2 separate regions of the Xenopus laevis genome follow, and region 2 is linked to region 1. The links are chromatin contacts, called in public Hi-C maps. All regions are on one chromosome and are shown on one strand. Each heading gives the region's core, a stretch centred on a gene start, on an enhancer-like site or on the middle of the called end of the contact. The rest is flanking DNA. Distances are from core to core; before and after follow the strand shown.

Evidence for each region. Hi-C and Micro-C count contacts between places; a contact is called where the count stands out from the background.
Region 2: a contact with region 1 is called in a Hi-C map of the XTC cell line, with 2.6 times the contacts expected there. The contact joins two enhancer-like sites. A contact is called at or near these places in 2 of 4 Hi-C or Micro-C datasets (the XL177 cell line and the XTC cell line).

The regions. Positions count from the first base shown.
Region 1 is chr9_10L:45,243,075-45,249,999 of Xenopus_laevis_v10.1, reverse strand. No RefSeq gene overlaps it. Among protein-coding and RNA genes, the nearest start is that of cbfa2t2.L, 9.3 kb to the left of the region's middle. Within about 2 kb of position 3,904, at least 3 of the 7 cell types and tissues checked have an H3K27ac peak or open chromatin away from gene starts, as enhancers often do.
Region 2 is chr9_10L:45,279,901-45,286,825 of Xenopus_laevis_v10.1, reverse strand. It overlaps cbfa2t2.L (CBFA2/RUNX1 translocation partner 2 L homeolog), which reads right to left. Exons shown (of 11, transcript NM_001086057.1): 11 at 5,593-6,925. The coding sequence ends at 6,667. Among protein-coding and RNA genes, the nearest start is that of cbfa2t2.L, 27 kb to the right of the region's middle. Within about 2 kb of position 4,330, at least 1 of the 7 cell types and tissues checked has an H3K27ac peak or open chromatin away from gene starts, as enhancers often do.

The sequences.
Region 1 (6,925 bases), core at 2,655-5,154:
TATAACAGGAATCCCCAACCTTTTTTTTTTTTTATCCAAATTCAAATCTAAAAAAGTTGGGTAGCAACACAAGCATGAAAAAGTTCATAGGGGATACCCAATAAGGGCTGTGATTGGCTATTTGGTAGCTCTGTTTGGCAAATAAAACTTATCTCTAAGTATGTATAGCAAATTATTGGATTTAGAGATGGTGGTCCCTAAATTGCATGGAAGCTCTAATGAACCATACATTAACAACCCCCGTCTCTAATAAACAGGAGAAACATTCTGGTTGGTTAAAGGTGCAGATACACAATCATATGAAAAAGTTTGGGAACCCCTCCTAATTCTTTGGAGTTTTGTTTATCATTGGCTAAGCTTTTAAAGTAGCAACTTCCTTTTGATATATAACATGCCTTATGGAAAAAGTAGAATTTCAGCAGTGACATAAATTTATACAATATACATCATAACAAAATTAGACAGGTGCATAAATTTGGGCACCCCAACAGAGATATTACATCAATACTTAGTTGAGCCTCCTTTTGCCAGTTCAGTTAAATTTGATGGCTGCCGAGCATGGACAGTCTGCTTCAAGTCATCCCATAGATTTTCCATGATATTAAAGTCGGAGGACTGTGACGGCCATTCCAGAATATTGTACTTCTCCCTCTGCATAAATGTCTTTGTAGATTTCCAAGTGTGTTTAGGGTCATTGTCTTGTTGGAATATCCAACCCCTGCGTAACTTCAACTTTGTGACTGATGCTTGAACATTATCCTGAAGAATTTGTTGATATTGGGTTGAATTCATCCGACCCTCGACTTTAACAAGTGCCCCAGTCCCTGAACTAGCCACACAGCCCCACAGCATGATGGAACCTCCACCAAATTTGACAGTAGGTAGCAGGTGTTTTTCTTGGAATGCAGTGTTCTTCTTCCGCCATGCAAAGCGCTTTTTGTTATGACCAAATAACTCAATTTTTTCTTATCAGTCCAAAGCACTTTGTTACAAAATGACTGTGGCTTGTCTAAATGAGCTTTTGCATACAACAAGCGACTGTTTGTGGCGTGAGTGCAGAAAGGGCTTCATCACCCTGACATACAGATGTAGAACGATGTACAGATACACATCTACAGCAAGATGTTCTTGCAGGTCTTTGGAGGTGATCTTTGGGTTGTCTGTAACCATTCTCACAATCCTCCGCATATGCCGCTCCTGTATTTTTCTTGCCCTGTCAGACCTGGGTTTTACAGCAACTGTGCCTGTGGCCTTTCATTTCCTGATTACATTCCATACAATTGAAACTGACAGTTTAAACCTCTGAGATAGCTTTTTGTAGCCTTGCCCTAAACCATGATACTGAACAATCTTTGTTTTCAAATCTTTTGAGAGTTGCTTTAAGATCCCATACTGTCACTCTTCAGAGGAGAGTCAAACAGAAGCACAACTTGCAATTGGCCACCTTACATACATTTTCTCATGGTTGGACACACCTGCCTATGAGTTGAAGGCTTAACGAGCTAACCCAACCAATTTGGTATTGCCAGTAATCAGTATTGAACAGTTACATGCATTCAAATTAGCCAAATTACAAGGGCGCCCACATTTTTGCACAACTAGTTTTCACATTTGATTTAATTTCAACTGAATACTGCTTCACTTTGTTCAGAAAATACCTGGGAAATGAAAGACCTACCTCTGTTATCTTTTCTGTTGAAAGTGGAGTAAATTATTATGCAGGCTGAGAGGGGTTCCCAAACTTTTTCATATGACTGTATCTACCCTATCCACTGCCATTTTTGTGTCTTTCAGTTTAAATTCTTGCAGTTGGTCCTTCCTGTAAAACAAGAACCTTAACCCAGTGAATTTATCTTCTGCATAATTATAACTGTGTGCATGTTCAGATATGAGCATTGTATTTATGGTGCCATTCATGCTGTATATAGTAACTATCTCAGGGCCAGGTGAAGTTGAATAAACAGCAGACTATGCTGCAATAAAGGTAGACAATGATGCAACAGTTTCCCATGAGCCTCCTCGTGTCTCATCTCCTTACACTTTCCCACTTTCGTCACTTACAGCATTATAGCTGAAGAGTTATTAGGTGGAAAATCCTTTATTAGATATACAGTGAAAACCTCAATTTTACATTGTTTACATTGTTGTTTTGTGGTCCCACCTATATATTAGGCTTAATACATTTCCCTTACATTTACATTTTCCTGGATTTTACACCATTTTTTTCTGGTCCCCTGAAAAATATAAAACGGGGGTTCTACTGTATGACCAGTCAGTTTTGTCCCTGGCCCTGCAACTCCTACAGACAGCATTGGACTTAGTGCCCTTGCGAGAGGATATCCCTGATGTAAATATGGGGTCATATCAGAATCTCCTGCTCCTAGGAAGGTAATGCAGTATCCCCCAGGGGTCTGTTGTGATGGTCATGGGCAGCAGGGTGACCATATTATTTTACGGGGCCTCAAGCTTTTAGATAGAGTCTCTGAGTGTATTTGTATATAATACACAAAAGCCATGAATATCTTGTAAATGATATCCTTATAAACGGTGAGTTCTGATGTCATCAGTTATAAACGGTGAGTTCTGATGTCATTTCTGTCACATGACTCACTGAAATTTGTGTATTATATAATAAATAAAGTACTCCCAGTTGTAAAATATGAGGATATTAGAAGTTACCTCTGAGTTTCATGACCTGTATAAAAACATTATAAGGTCATGAAACTTCTTGGTAACTTATAATATCCTTATATTTTACAAGAGGGGGTACTTTATTCACTATATAATACACAAAAGCCATGACTATCTTGTAAATTATATCCTTAATGGTGAGTTCTGATGTCATTAGTTATAAACAGTGAGTAGTAATGTCATTGACTCACTGAATTTTGTGTATTATAATAAATAATAATAATAATAATAATAGTAAACCCCCTGTTGCAAAATATGAAGAAATTAGAAGTTACCTTGAAGTTTCATGACCTGTATAAAAACACGAGGCCGAATTGGTCATGAAACTCCTCAGTAACTTATAATATCCTTACAATTTACAAGAGGGGGTACTTTATTCACTATATCATTTGCAGAGGCGCAACTCAGTGCGCAATACCCAGGAGGTATAGGGGCTCCATGAGGCCCTAATTCGTATACAGTTTCAATAAACCAGTCAACCACGAAACATTTTGGGAGCCTGAAAAAAAATTTGCTGTGGGGCCCAGTAATATCCAGTTACGGCAATTTGTATTAAGTAACTGGACACAGTGGTATAGTTAGAGACCCAAAGCCCTTGGGGTAAATTCTGGGATCTGTCCTTGCCACTAAAACACTGACCACCGATTGGTTCACGCCCACCCCTATCCTTAACCCTTCTATGTCCCAATCTACTTAGTTGTTATTTTGGGACTTTTACACTAACTATAATTCTTCCCAATAACACATTTTTTTCTACTGATTTATGAAATTTGTAACTGAGGAGCCTATCTGGTAAAATTTTACATTTTGTTCCCCCCCTCCCCGCAAGCCTGCATGTTTCCTATGCTGCTGCCAAAAAAAAAAAAAAAAGATTATGATCGAGCCCTATATACATTTCTCAGATACGCATTAAATGAGCTCCTGTCCCAAATGCAACTTTCCCCCTTGTAGTCAATCCAAGTCTTATAAAATATGGATATGGTGCTTCTCAGTTAAATACTGGGGATGATTTTTCTTTTAAATGTATGGAGGGGGGAAAGGGTCTGTTTCCCAGGCGCTGAGTGCTTTGGGCCAGCTGAATGCTGGAAGTCCAGGAGGCTACAGCCTTTCAATGGAAAAGAGAGCAGATGGTCACAGTCTTGGGTCTGTCCCTTCTGAATCCCGCGTGTAATAGGATTGTGCTGGCAGCTGGCTTTGGGAAAAGGCACAAGAGACATGTGGCAGGTAACACAATGGGGCAAGCAGCAGTGTGGCCTATTGTCCCTGCAGAGGAGACATATACCATCTGACTGATAAACAGCATGTGGCGGGGGCTAAATAAAGCCCTACAAAAACCCTGAGGCTGGAGCCAAGGCCATTCTTTAGTCTGGTATACAAAGTGTTTAATGCTTAAAAAATTCAGCACTGCACAGACGCCTGCCTAATTTATATGACTGAAGTAGGATTTGCATAAATAGATTGTTCTACTCCAATGGAAGATCTGAGGAGTGATCTCAAGGCTGCCTTTGCTTATGGTGCACCACCCCCCCTCCCCAGCAAAAGACTTTATGGGGCCTTGATTCTTTTATAACGTGACCTGTTACAGCTCTAGGGTATTGATGGAACCATTGCCATATTACCCTACTGCAGCCAGTAGATCAACTACTGTATATCAACTACAGGAATGGGATCCATTATCTGTTATCGAGAAAGGTCATGTCATATAGACTCCATTACACAGTGAATAAAGTAACCCCTATTGTAAAATAGAAGGATATTATAAGTTACAGAGGAGTTCCATGATTATATAAAAGCACAAGGCCGAAGGTCATGGAACTCCGAGGTGACTTCTAACATCCTCGTATTTTGCAACAGGGGGTACTTTATTTATTAGAATAAACAAGTTTTAGTGAATCATGTCACAGACATGACATCACTAAGCGCTGATGATAAGCAATGACATCACTAAGCCCTGTTTACAGGATATTCATACATAATCAGCAAAATGACAATTTAAAAATGATGTCCTTTTTCTCTGTAATAATAAAACAGTACTTGTTCCTGACTAAGATATAATTAATTCTTATGGGAGGCAAAAGAATCCGATCAGGGTCCTTTCAGGAAAACTCCAGGTCCGGAGCATTCTGGATAACAGGTCCTTGTATCAACTCTTCCTATCAACAACTTCTACAATTGTCAGAGTCATCATGTGCCATCCTATGTGCGCCACCCTAAAGACAATTCTTGGGGTAATAAGAACAAGTAACGCCCTATTTCCTATTAATTTGTGGGGGCACAGTACTGTCTTACCAGAGAACATTGGACTATACACTTCTATAACTGCTCCTCTCGAAATGTATGGAATGGCTGTGTACTTGTATTAACTCCTTGATCAGATTGTACAGTGGGGCTGATTTGCTATATAGGCACCATGGGGCCATGCCCTATCCATGCAGTGGACTCAATGGGAGGTGATGTTTTGACATTCTGCATATTCTAAAAGGAGCCAATTCCCTCCCAAAATCTTTTTTTTATTTTTTTTTTAGATAAACAGCCCATTTATAATTATATTAAATATTAAATTAAGAATAAAACGTGAAAAAAGTGGAGGCTATTACCGCAGTGGGGTTTGTTGACGTACTCATTAAAGAGCTAATCTGCAACTGGCTCCTTTCCCGCACGTTGCATTATATCACTCTCTCTCCCCATAGCAAGGGAAATAAAAAGGATTTTTCTAATCCTCAAGAATCAACAACCATCAGGAACGGCAAACATTTCAATTAGCTCCCGCGCACTCCACAAGCTCCATTAATATCAGCGTAATAAACTAATTACAGTGATTTGGAGAAAATAATAAATAAGCGCTGAATGGCTCGGGAGGGGGGGCGCAGGTTGGATTTATGCAGCTGCTTGATAGAGAGAGACAGAGCATGAAAGGCACAGGGAAACCACAGAGATAAGAACCAGAGAAAATGATAAAATATGAAATATGTTAAAATAAAAAACCTGAACATTGTTGCTCAATATCCCTGGCAGGTGCCGGGAGCTAGAGGTCCAGGAACATCTGGAGGACAGGTTGGCCATCTGGGATATACGTTAAAGGGGAACTCCTCCCAATAAGCCGTTTTGCAAAATGATAATAATGTATTAAAATGTAAATTCATTACACATTATCAGTGCTTTTAAATGTTTTCAACATAGTAACATAGTGGGGGTTATTTATAAACTTTGCGCAGGGAAGATTGGTTCGCAAAGTGAATATATTTGCCCTGCGCATGGTTATATTTATAAAGCCGAATAAGAGTGCACAAACAGAATTGTAACATTTTTTTTCACAATGTGAATGTCTATAAGAGTTTTTCTTAAATATGTCAAAAACTCGCAAATTGCCAATATTTATGTGCACACTCTGTGACTGAATTACGCCACAACTTTGGTGGCGGAGAAAATATTCGCAAAACAGTTTAGCAAAGAATTTTAGTTACTGTCAACGCTATTTTTGCGCACAAGAACCTCGCACATTGCGTGCGCTCGCGCAAACTTCCGTCTCATTTGCGCCACCATTTGCGAAGATTTATTCACAATACGAAATCGCAAAAACCGGAAAGACGGGCAGAGCAGTGCAAATATTAGCGTTCAGGAAAAAACAAGGGCAATACAACCATTTGCGTATAAATATGCGCTGCACAAACTTTATAAATGACCCCCAGTAAGTTGGGTTGAAAAAAAGGCACGTCTATGAAGTTCAAGCTTTCAAGTCTATATATAACCTGCCTTACTGCTAGTTGATCCAGAGGAAGGCAAAAAAAAAAACATTTAAAGCCTCTCTAATGGGAAAAAAAGTCATTCTTGATAAATAAATGTATTTCTGCTTATTAGTGCAAACCAGTATTAAATAGTTCATATTCTAAAAGTTGTTGCCTTTCCCTCACTAAGCTGAATCCTGCTGTGATATAAACAGTGAGTTTATCTGGTTGCTACGGTCCACAAATTACCCTAACTATACATTAATTTGAACAAGAGACTGGAATATGAATAGGAGAGGGCCTGAATAGAAAGATGAGAAATAAAAAGCAGCCATAACGATAAATTTGCAGTATTACAGAGCATTTGTTTTTACAAGGGGTCAGTGACCCCCATTTCAAAGCTGGAAAGAATCAGAAGAAAAAGGCAACTAATAAAGAAACTATAAAAAAAATGAAGACCTATTGAAAAGTTGCTTAGAATTGGCCATCCTATAACGCACAAAAAGTTG
Region 2 (6,925 bases), core at 3,081-5,580, 36 kb before region 1:
ACAATGCTATGGGATTGCCAAATCACACAGTATCTGTTTGTTAGGCCTGAAGTCTAATTGGTTGGATATTTGGCAGCTTGCTCAGTGTATGGCCACCATTAAATGTAGTGCCCTGTCATTAGGAGTGTAATGGAATTTCTAGAATCATCACATTGCATATATAGGGTAATCCAGGGCCGCCATCAGAAATCGCAGGGCCCCATACAAAAAAATTCCTGGGCCCACGGGGCATTGGTGGTCAGGGCCCCCCCATTGAAAAAAACATTTGTGGTCAGGGCCCCCCATTGAAAAATATTGGTGGCTAGGACCCCACATGGGGAAAAAATGGTGGCCAGGGCCCCCCACGTTATAAGAAAATTGGTGGCCAGGGCCCCCATTAAACATCCATGTAAAAAAAAACTTGCCCCCCCAGAAGTTTAAAAAAAATTTGGTGCCCAGGGCCCCACCACAAAGCAGGGACCACAAAGGGTTACCTTTAGGGGGGCCCTGCCATGTTACACTTACTTCATTAGTGTGGCCCACCTGCTGTCAGTGAGCTGCCAACTACAGAAGAGAGGAGGGGAGCACAGGTGGCTGCATCTTCTTCCAGTGTCAGCATTTTCTTCCACTATTGGTTACAGAATTTCAAGTCCTGGTAAAGCTGCATGGTGATTGGATGAGCTGGAGGAGAAGTTCAAACCTCTGCTATCCAATCCCTGAGCAGCTCAACCGGGACTTAAACTCAGTGACCAATAAGGGGAAGTAATGGACAGAAGATTGCTCCCTTTGTGCTCCCGCCCTGCCTTCCCGAAGTCAGCAGTTCTCAGAAAGCAGGGGGGCCCAGCTAATCAAGAAAGTGCGGCGTGGCCGGGCCCCCCTTACCCTCGGGGACCCCCACAACTCTCCCCCCTGTCGGCTGCCCTGGGGTAATCCATTCAGTGTCGGACTGGCCCACCAGGATACCAGGAAAACTCCCGGTGGGCCTCTTGCTTTTAACCATTTGGCCTATTTCATGTTCATTCCCTATTTCTTTATGGGAATAAAGAGGCTTACTAATGGAAGGATAGAGTATAGTATGTAGAGAAAAGAGACTAGGAGAATAAAGAGGTTGAATGAGAAGAGAAGGTATAATAGTTTGGAAAGTGGGCCCTCAGCCTAAAGTTTTCTGGTGGGCCCCTGGCATCCCAGTCCGACACTGAATCCATTAGGGGCCTATTTATCATTCAGTGTAAAAATTGGAGGAAAACATCACCCATACCTCCCAACTGTCCCGTTTTACGCAGGACAGTCCTGATTTTGACAGCTCAGCCCGCAGTCCCGGGTTATTACTGAAATGCCCTGGACTTTCTCTTTGATCTCCTGCACTGAAAAAGATACAAAGTTTCTTAATTAGAGGCTTTTGGCAGAGAGCCCAGACTATATGGCAGCTGCACTTACAGTTGTTAATATTTGTAACATTTTAAGATAAGCAAAGATACAAGTGTAACGTTGCCTTCATTAGCAAAACTGTAATAACACATAAAACATGACCCTAATTTTGTAAAATGGATGTGGTATTTAGGAGGTGTGGCCATAAAATGGGTGTGGTCAAAAGCATTCCCCCACAGGAAATCTTTTTGTCCCTCTTTCTATTTTCCAAATGTTGGGAGGTATGACATCACCAATGAAGCAACCAATCAGCAATTCTCACCTACAAGTTAGAAACCAAAAGCTTAGATCTGATTGGTTGCTATGGGCAGCATCACCGGTGTTGTTTTCCTCCAATTTTTACACAACATGATAAATAGGCCCCTAGATGTATACCTTTACTGTGTCTTTAATAACTAAAAACACAACTTATAAATTCTGTCATAAATTCTAAAACTGACCTTGTAATAGATAATGGATTTTTTTTTATAGAAGAGAGAGTCGTAAATCCTGCTCAGGCACTACTGAGTTTACTTGTAGATGCTGAAGCTCAAGGTAGGGGCCTCATTCTCAATGTCACAGAAGGAAAAGCGTCTAAAAGCACTTTATCTCGGGTCAGGTTAGAAGTGTCTGTCAATAAACTTCAGCTTCAATGTCTCTGTCTCTTAGGGCTCCGGGGGGAAAACTCCATGACAGTTTTGTGCCTAAAGGTGGTCATACACGTGCTCGTGCGTGATTTTTAATGTGCATGCGTGGTTTAACGCGTGTGCCCGTTTTTTTTTTGCCGCAACAGGAAGATTATCCAGGGTGAGGGTCTGGCCCAGCACCTGTCGGTAAAAATCCTTGGATATAGGTCGTCTCGTCGGTCGAGCAGGACTGAAAATGTTAATGGTGCCTGAAAATTGCAACATTAATGCTGAATTGTCAGAAAGAGCTAAATAATTGTTTTTGTTTTTACCTAAATATCTGACGATTCAGCTCTTAACGTTAGTGGACGAAAGATCTTTTGTATGACCAATGGTCGTGGGAAAGATCATCATTGTAGGGTGTATGGCTGCCGGGATTGAGCGAAGACTCAGGCCAGCAGCAAGTGGAGGAAAAGGAAGTCCAGGGTCATGAGGTAAGTATTAAAGGAACAGTAACGTCAAAAAATAAAAGTGTTTTAAAGTAATGAAAATATAATGCAGTGTTGCCCTGCACTGGTAAAACTGGTGTGTTTGCTTATGAAACACTACTATTGTTTATATAAATAAGTTGCTGTGTAGCAATGGGGGCAGCCTTTCAAAGGAGAAAAAGCTCAGGTTACACAGCAGATAGCAAATAAGCTCTGTCTGTCTAATGATGTTATCTGTTATCCATTAGTTAACCTGTGCCATATAGCCGTTTTTCAATTTCCGCCACTGCTCCACAGCAGCTTGTTTATATGAACTATAGTAGTGTTTCTGAAGCAAATAGATCAGTTTTAACAGTGCAGGGCAACACTACATAATATTCTCATTACTTTAAAACACTTACATATTTTGGTGTTACTGTTTCTTTAAGATATGTATTAATGTGTGTGCTCTCATACAGGTCCCATACTGATCTGATACTGATACAGTGTCATGTAACATGATTTTTGTCTGCTAATGCAGAAGTTTTGTCTTTTCTTGTAGCAAGAGAAGCATGGTGTCTGTGTTTCTCCTCTGCCTAAAAGAAAGCTGCAGGCTCACGAGAGATTGAGCTACAGGTCATCCCATCTCTTAAAGGAGAAACAAACCCTCTTCCTCCTCCCCCTCAGCCTAGCTGCCCCCCGGCAAATGCCCCTAACTTTTTACTTACCCCTCCGTGCAGATTCTGTCCAGCGGAGTTCACGGGCTCCATCTTCTTCTCTTCGGGAATCTTCGGAATGTGACCGACGAAGTGGCGCATGCGCTTTTGGAGTAATTTTTTTGTTTATCGGCAACTGCGCATGCGATGAACCTCCTGAAAATTGCCAAGGCGCCGGTCAGATATGTAAATATCTGCTGTATGTACTTTCCATCCCTGTTATAAAATTAGCCACACATGACTACTGTCGATTGTTTCTTTTACACCATAATTGTAGTTCTAGCTATGGGTTTCACATGGTCTGAAGGTGCATACCCAATCTATGCCGTATCTGGAAGGACAGTAGAACAGATCAGGGTCTCTACAGAGACAAATCCTTGACACTTCCCATTTAGTTGGTACATAATTGCCCTGCTGCCCAATAACACATAGGACAGACTATAACAGTCTTCAGAAAGGAACCAGCATCTAATTAGCTAAAATGAATTCAAAGATGGCTGTATTACTTGTTGTAGATGGAAAATGGTAACAGTTTAGGGGATACAGTGGATTGATCCAGGCATATAACAGAATCCTTTATCATAACTGCTTGGTAGTAGCAGGTTTGATCTAAGCTGACCTAATTGGGACTATGGTGATATGTTGTGCCATAGCTAATTAGGCTCCCTAAAGATGTCATGATTGGACTTTAAGTATTTAAGTGGTGGATTCATTTGTATATATAAGGGCTGATGGAAAAAGTCCTTGCCTGGGGAAGTATATTTTTCTCATTACATGGGACAGCTAAAGGCCCCTTTATCTGTCAGGTTCATTTATGTGTGTTGCCTCAGGGGGTCTTTGTCTTATTCAACTATGGGGCTGCTAGAAAGAAGAGCTCAAGTTGAATCAGAACAAAGGGGATAATTATGTGATAATAGTATCCCTTTTAGGCAGGGCAGGTGTGAGGTCCCTTATGCAAATATTTACCTTTACTCAGATGACACCCCCTTTCCATTTATCTTTCAGAAAACAGAAATATTAGCATAGAAATCACAAATTCCCCCTAATAATTCCGAGTTGATTGGGTTGCCTTGGGCAGCAAGCTGTACCTTGTGCACAATTAGCACTTTGTAAGCTTTCTCCAGATCAAATCCCAAAGCACTGGTAAGTAAGAAGGAAATCAACCTTATTCAGGGGTTTCAAAGAAACAACCGACTAAGTAATTAGGCGGTTGGATTGCTGGACCGCATCAATGTACAGATGCGCCCGCCAGGGTTGGGCCAAGGGGTAGGCAAAGTAGGCACGTGCCTAGGGTGCAAAGTTGGGGAGGCGCCAGGCACGTACCTGCTCTTGTCGCCTACCCCATTGTCCGGTCGCATATCTTCTGCGCACAGCGATTCACGCTTCTGCGTGCCAGCGTCAACTCGCGCATGTGCACGCTCAGCCAGCGCTAGGCCGGTTGAGGATTTTTAGTCCTGTCCGATTCACATCTGGCTGACTTTCGGCCAGATATCGATTGGGAAGCCTGTCGGAGGGCCCCATACCCGGCGCCAATAAGCTACAGACTTGGTCTGTTTGCAGCTTTTATCGGCCCATGTATGGCCACCTTAACCCTTGCAGCTATGCTAAACTGGGAGTATGGTCAACAGCTTAATTTCATGGGTCCAGACCACCAAGCAGTGCACACAAGCATGGGTCACCTGAGACTCCCCATCAGGTCTGCACCCCTATAGTTAAACCAATGAGGTACAAAATGTGGTTTGGGACCACACCTATGGTTGCCATCTGGCCGGTAAAAATGATGGTTGATCCCAATGTTATTAATAGGGGAAAATGATAAATATATAGGAAGGCCAGTATTTTTTTCCGGAAAAGGTGGCAACCCTAACCACACCCCTGTCTCATTTTTGGGGGGTCTCGAATTTTAAAAGAAACTGTCATACAACCGTAAAAGTGATATGCGGGTCAGTAAAAACACAATCCGCACATGATTCCAACCCACAAAACCTTAATCTACAAAATGTTACCATTGTAGGATTCGCACCCAACTTGTACCCGCATCTTTTTGGTCTGTACACTACTTCTGTGTGCACCTCTGGTTCCAAGACAGGGACTTTTCGGGAGCAGTGTACATCCCTGGTCTGACCTGCACCCAACCATAATCTGTAATAGCTAACCAAATTTCAACCTGTACCTGCCCAACCGATGGTCAACCCACGGGTCACCGTGGGTTATGGGTCAACCCACACATCACTAAACCATATCTATGGAGATTGCATGCTGGAGCTATGAAAGCCTATTAGAGGGACACAACCTGCCCATGGGCCTCCCTGTAGAAGCACAATAAATGAACTCTGTTGAGTTTACCAGCCATTGGCTACATTCTGTTTTCTTCCCATGGAAAAGGAACCCAGTGGATACTGGTAAAATGAACTTTATTGAATAAACTCCATAATAAATGATTAGTATATCTGTAATCTGTACAGGACTCACATAATATATGTAGCTTATTCATGAAACAGCACTTTATAAAATGAGCAATTTCCAACAATGAACCAACGCAGCTCTGACGATGGGAGGAAACGTTTATCACTTTCAACAGACACGAAAATACGGAGTGAGAATAATCCTTATTATGTTACATTATCTACACGGAAAGACTGACAATTTAACCTCATATTTGGTGACATCTTTGGAAGTGAAAAATAATCCATCTGAAGTTTACATTTGGTTTGGCCAGTCTGCCATTTTGCAAATCCCTTGTGCTGCAAAGCCATAGGCACAACTGCTCCTAGACAATAGCACAGTCCATATGCATATCCATATGCTAAGTGATGTAATATATTCATACTTAACAATAGGGGGTACATGATCTCTTATAAAATCTCACTTTCACAAATAGTCTTTATTGTATGGCCCTGATATTTGCCCGTTTAACAACCAAACGACTCATGCTGACTCTTCCTGATAGACAACATGGGTTAGGCTGAGGGAGATATATTACATATCTGCTTTTTCTTCTGGGCAAGAAAATACGGGATGCAAAGGCCAAACACGAACATACCGATTGCTTGGTTAGTCCAGAATGCAGTCTATAACTGGGATAACACTTTGAGGCCCAGATAGAAGTCCCTAGCAATCTGGTCCACTAGAAATCAGCCAAATGAATGTCCATTTCAAATATATATATATATATATATATATATATATATATACACACACAATTTAGATCCCATTTGGGCAATTGCCTTTTTAAAGAGATGGGCCAATAGGTCTCCGGGCGATTTCAGTTTTTTTTCCATCTTCTTTATTAACTGTCTCTTCTTGTATTTTGCTGCACCAGCAATTATTTAAATACATCAAGATGGATGAAATTTTCTCTTCAGAGAAAGGCCGAATTGCTGCTGTCTCGTGGACTTATTATGTTACTCTGAGCGCAAAAAGGGGGTAAATAAATCCATAGGGGGAAAAAGACTCATTCTCATTCTCTCTTCACAGGCCATCAACAGCAGTGACAGAAGCAGGTGTAGAGGAGCGTGAGGTGGCGCTGGAAGACCTCTCCAGAGTGGGGCTCAGAAGGACGGGGTCAGAAGCTTTGGGGATCAGGGAACGAGATGGGGTGAGTGGTTTTGCCTGTGTATGCATGCTTTGGCCACAGATGCGGTGATGTTTCTCCCAGTCCTTGTGCTGACAGAAGGAGCCACAGTAGCGAGCGATGTTACAGCCACTGCATGTCTCGCTCGCTTTCCGA